Linked DNA regions of Sus scrofa: region 1 is linked to region 2. Evidence: chromatin contacts called from public HiChIP or PLAC-seq data. All regions are on one chromosome and are shown on one strand. Each heading gives the region's core, a stretch centred on a gene start, on an enhancer-like site or on the middle of the called end of the contact. The rest is flanking DNA. Distances are from core to core; before and after follow the strand shown.

Region 1 (2,700 bases), core at 194-2,693, 55 kb before region 2:
TAGGTCCAGAAGCAGCTTTTTCATCGAGACATTGAGAAAGCCATTAGAGCAGTCTGAAAAGACTGCAGTGCCTCTAGGAAGGCAATAGTTGGGCAGCCTGCTACAGCCCTGCTTTATGTGTATAACCCTAAACGCTCTAGTCTGGGAGCCCAGCACCTGACTTGAGCTCCCCCAGGGAAAGTCACATCTTCTCATCCAGTTTCCAGACCCAGATGACCCTGTTGGAAAGGGAGGCTCTGTTCCCTGGGACGGACCCTACCCTGTTGCTGGAAATGCATGCCACAAATCTCCCCAAGTTTTCCTAAAGAAAACATTCTCTAAAGTTACAGGTAGTCCTAGAGAACAGGTGAGTCATGCCTGTTAGGTAGCATGGGGAAGACCTTGTTACTTTCCTGCTGTCCCTACCTCCAGATCGTGGTCACCTCTGCTTTGGATCCCTGCTGACATGAGCACTAGCTCTGCACACTTCTCTGGATACCATTCTTGGACAGACAGGGGAAGGATCTTTGCTTTATCTCAAAACATCTCAGAGGCACACTCAGGAGGCGCTAGAAGACACTGTGTGTGTTTGGGGGGGGGGGATGCCGCATCCTGGTCCCTTGGGAGGGTAGGAGCTTTCAGGAGCACGGATCAAGGCAGCTTTCAGAAGCCAGAACTCGGGCGCAGCTGAAGTGACAGTGCTCCTTTGCTAACTGGGTGTGGTCGCCACCTTCCTTTTCCTCTTCTCCAAGTCACTCTGGAGAGCATAACGTCTAATTTTCTCCGCTGTGGAGGGGTAGGCTCAATGGTGGTCACGGGGTCTCCAGAGCCCTGGACCTTTGTGGCCGCATTTCCTTGGCTTTTCTGGCGGGAGGGCATACGCCCCGCCCCGGGTCTCCAGGGAACGGGGACTTGGCTCGCAACAAAGTGGGTGCCAAGACTCCTCGTTTAGGACAGGGAGGACGGGGGTGGGGTTGGGCGGGCCTCCCGGTCCACAAAGGAACGATGGCCGAAGCTCCATTAGGGTGCGTCCCTGCCGAGCCCTGGAACCGCACGGGGGAGGCACAGAGGGCTCGTCCCAAGCCTCACGATGCCAGGGGACAGGTGTGCGGCCGCCGCGAGCCCCATTCGGGAGTACTTTCTTCCAGTGCTAGGAACAGATGTCTTTTATAGTTACGGCGAAGCCTCGGGCAAGAATTTTACGCCCAAGATGGCCAACCGGAAGCTGGCTCCTCGAGCCGATGTGGCGAAGCCCCATTCGCCAGTCTGCCGCTCACGGCCGGGTGCTCAGCCGCCTTCCCGCTCTGCGCATGTGCGCAGGCACGCCCGTACACATGCGCAGAGCACCGCCGCGTCTATGGTCCGGAAGTCTAACAGAGCGTCTCCTCGCCCGCCCCCAGACTCTATGGTTCCTACCCGTGAAGATAGACCGCCTATATAAAGGATGCGCAGGCGTGGGAGCGCCTCTTTTCCTTCGGCGCGGTGAGTAGTCGCGGGATCAGGCCGTGGCGGTGTCCTTGCCGTTTCTGTCTCCTCCCTTGAGGCCTGTGTTCGTCTTTTCTTCCGACTTTGTCTGTTTCGTTGCAGCCACTGAAGATCTTGGTGTCGCCATGGGCCGCCGCCCCGCCCGGTGGTGAGTGCCTAGTCCATGCAGTTTTGCTGCTGGGAAAAGGGAGGGAGAACTGCATTTGGCTACTAAAAGTAGCCATGGGGTGGGGTCTCCCTTTTGCGCCTTTCCTGCCCTGGGAACAGACTCCGCGTTTTCCCCAGTACCATCCGGGTCGCTTTAGGCCTTTGTTTAAACTGTCTTTTTTAAAAAGTAAGTTCAGGCTGCTATTTGTCATTTATGTTTCTCCGATTTTGTTCGAGTTGCGGGTTGGACCTACACGGCATACGCTGCCCCAGTTTCGGGCTACAATGGAAACCGCCTTGCATCTCGCCCTCTGTTCTCGAAATGCGCTGGCTTTTTAAGCTCAGTGCTCTTTCTGGGCCTTTGTATACCATCCTCATCTTATTTCCAGGCGACGTGCCGTTCAGGCTCCTCCGAGGCCAAGGGCAGTCCCGGAAAAGCTCAGCCGCCTCGTGTGCCCTGCAGGGGGCGCCGGGAGCCCTTCACGTGGCTCAGAGAAGGACTCATTGCCACGTGCCCAAACGTCTTTAGGTAGATGAAATGAAATGTTTACATGGTCTGTTTCAAAGCGTTGGCCTCATAGGAAGTGTAAAGACCAGCAGGGGATGGAGGATATGCTGGCGTTCCTTTATAAGCTCCCGGATCGGGTGTCCTAACTTTTGGCTACATCTTGCTTTAGGGCAAATCTCCAGGAGTGGAGACATAACTTAGAGATGGACGTGTGTCATCTCACCTTTCCCAGCTCCCCTTTTGGTCTTAACTTGAGGTAGCACTCAGAGTGCCCATTGAGGCCTTCGTTTGTGAATCTTTACAAGCCTGGGTCTTTTCTGCCTTCCGCAGTTACCGGTATTGCAAGAACAAGCCGTACCCAAAGTCTCGGTTCTGCCGAGGTGTCCCTGGTAAGTAGCGGGAAGGCTCTCAACCTTCTACGGCCGCACGGACTCAGTTGCCTGTGGCACCCCCGACGCTAACCAGAGTTGTTTCTTCAGATGCTAAGATCCGCATCTTTGACCTGGGGCGGAAGAAGGCAAAAGTGGATGAGTTTCCGCTCTGTGGCCACATGGTGTCAGATGAGTACGAGCAACTCTCCT
Region 2 (2,700 bases), core at 94-2,593:
GCTCGGATTCCCGCATGGCTGTGGCTCTGGCGTAGGCCGGCGCCTACAGCTCCAATTCGACCCCTGGCCTGGGAACCTCCATATGCCGCAGGAGCGGCCCAAGAAATGGCAAAAAGACAAATAAATTTTTAAAAACATTAAAAACAGAGTTATCGTTTGTCCCAGCAGTTTCACTCCTAAGTGGAAGGGAAACGATAACGCGTTCGCACAAAAACATAGAGAGGAATGTCTGTAGCAGCGTTGTTCACCCGAGCCGAAAGATGGAAACGACAGCAGTGCCTGCCAATTGATGAACGCATCAATAACAGTGGAATATCCAAGTAATGGAATATTCTTTGGCCCTAAAAAGAAACAAAGTCCTGATACAGGTCACAATATCAAAACATCATGCTCAGCGGAAGACCCCAGACGCCAAAGACCCAAGCGGATTGTGTGAATCCACTGCTGTGAGACGGCCAGAAGAGGGAAAGCCATCGGCCGCAAGTGGAGGAGTGGGCACCGGGGCCTGGGGTGGGGGCAGTGCGGCCGGCTGGAGGTGGGCTGTGCCAGGGCGGGTGAGAGGTGGACCAGCGAGGACTGATAGTGGGTACTCGGGGCTTTTCTTTGGGGGTGATGAAGACGTTTGCGGGTCTAATAATGTGGCTGGTTGCCCAACTTTGTGAATACACCAGACACTGGCCCAACGTGACACTGTAAATGAGCCACTGGCAGGATAGATGGATGCCATCTCAAGGAAGCCGTCTAAACCGAAAAGGCCAAGGAAACCAAGGCGATGAGAGAAACCGAGGGCCGCGCGTGGGGCAGGGCCCCGTGCGAATGGCCGACAGCTCCGAGGCCTCGCGCCGAGCCCGGGGTCACCGACCGTCGCAGGCAGAGGGGCCTCGGGGCCGCGAGGCCGTGGCAGGTGTGCGCCTGAAGGAAGGGCGGGGACGAGGAGCGCGGCGCGCGCGCGGCAGGTGGCCCCAGGCGCGCCCCCGAGCGCCGGGGCGGGGTCTGCGCGCGCCCGCGGCCCGAGGGGGTGTGGCGCGGGCGCGCGCGGGCGCGCGGTTCCCGGGGCTGCCCGAGCCGCCGGCCGCGACGAGGGGGAGAGACGCGCGCCGCGGCCGCGGCCCCGGCGCGAGGGGCGTCGGCTCGCGGGCGGGGACCCAGCGGCTCTCGGGGCCTGGCCTGCGCCCTGGGCCTCTCCCTGGCTCCGCGGAGAGCGGCCCTCGCGCGTGAGCCCCGCCGCTCGGTCCTCCCCGGGCGCCCCCGCCCGGCGCGGTGGTACGGTCCGGGTTTAAAAGGCCCCGGCGGCGGCGGCGGGCCGGCCCAGTGTGTGGGCGGCGGCGGCAGCGGCGCTGGCGCGCGGGCTGCGGGGTGCGGCGGCGGCGGCGGCGGCGGCGGGGCGCGCGAACGGGGCCGGTGTGGGGCTGGAGGGCGGCCCCCCGGAGCCAGCGGCGGCGAAGGGACAGGTAGGTGGCCGCCATCCCCTGCCTCCCGTGGGGGTCCCGCCTGCTCGGCGGCCCGGGGCTCCCGCAGCCCGGGGGTTCGGCTCAGCCCCGAAGGGGTCAGGGCCCGCCCGGGCCCCCTGCCTTCTCCGGGGCCAGCCCTGTGGGGGACCGACCCTTTGTGGCGGAGGAGCGGCCGCTGCAAGGGCTGATGCCGCGCCGCCCTCCATGGGGGTCCCTGTGGGTCCGCCGAGGGGGGCGTCCCTGGTGGGGGCAGGGCGAGCCGGGCCAGGAGCACAGCGCGGGGCACTGGGGAGTGGGCGCTGGAGCCGGGTCTCTGCGAGGGTCTGTCCCCTCCTAGGGCTCTGCTGGCCGGGCTGTAGCAGAGAGGTGGGGGAGCCGGTGATGCCCCAGGCTCTCACTTACAGGCTAAGGTTTGGGGTGGGCGCTTGGGCTGCCAGTCCTGCCTCTCCAGGTCTCCCAGGCCACCTGCCCAGGCCCATTCTTCCGCTTGTATTCCTGTGCCGCCGAGTGGAGGAGGTGAGGAGGGGATGAGGCCTCCTTCTCTTTCTTTCTTCTCCGGCTGTTGCATGGAGGGTCCAGGATTCGGACCTGACAAAAGAGCCCCAGAGAGATGATCAGTCTGAGCTGAAACTCGGCAGTTCCAGGCTGTGTCTGCTCCTTGTTCCAGCAAATGCATTTCCCCGCTTTCTTCTGTGCCTCCTTGGTTTGGGTCTCTGCACCCCCCCCACCCCGCCCCGGCCGGGTACCTTGTGTCTCCCTGGGGGCTTGGGCACTGAGAGCGGAGCCCTGAGCCCTGCCCTGTCCGCTGCCACGACACTGCTCTACTGGCTTGGTTGCCTGGAGCTGGTCGAGGGCTGGGTGTGGCCTAGGGGTGAAGACCCAGCCAAGCGCAGTACTGCTTCTGTGCGCCCCCAGCCCATCTCCCCAAGGTCTCAGCTGTATTGCGACCGTGGCCTCCTTTCCGTAGGGCTCCTCGGGCCCCCCTGCGTCTCCCTTTCCCCAGCGAACCTCTGGGTTTGGAGGAAGAGCTGCGCGGGGCTGCCTGGGCATCTGTCTGGCTGCGCCTGAGCAGAGCCTGACTTATGTCTGTCTCTGTGCGTGGCTGTGGGGGCAGGCGCGACTCGGCTTTGTGTTGCAGCCGGTATAGGCTACACAGCAGGCTCCTGGACAGCTAGCAGAGGGAGGCCTTGGGCAGGGAGGCAGCTGCGGCCAGGAACCTGGATGTGGCGTCCTGCGACTGGTCTCAGGC

Evidence for each region. HiChIP or PLAC-seq counts read pairs in DNA pulled down with a chosen protein or histone mark.
Region 1: a contact with region 2 is called in an H3K27ac HiChIP or PLAC-seq map of alveolar macrophages. The contact joins the promoter of RPL10 here to the promoter of PLXNA3 in region 2. A contact is called at or near these places in 1 of 5 promoter capture datasets (fetal liver), 2 of 47 Hi-C or Micro-C datasets (blood and embryonic fibroblasts) and 1 of 2 datasets of contacts at active chromatin or transcription factors (alveolar macrophages).

The regions. Positions count from the first base shown.
Region 1 is chrX:124,925,806-124,928,505 of Sscrofa11.1, forward strand. It overlaps RPL10 (ribosomal protein L10), which reads left to right and starts at 1,444. Exons shown (of 6, transcript NM_001044543.1): 1 at 1,444-1,612; 2 at 2,450-2,508; 3 at 2,599-2,700. The coding sequence starts at 1,590.
Region 2 is chrX:124,980,964-124,983,663 of Sscrofa11.1, forward strand. It overlaps PLXNA3 (plexin-A3), which reads left to right and starts at 1,344. Exons shown (of 34, transcript XM_021080740.1): 1 at 1,344-1,451.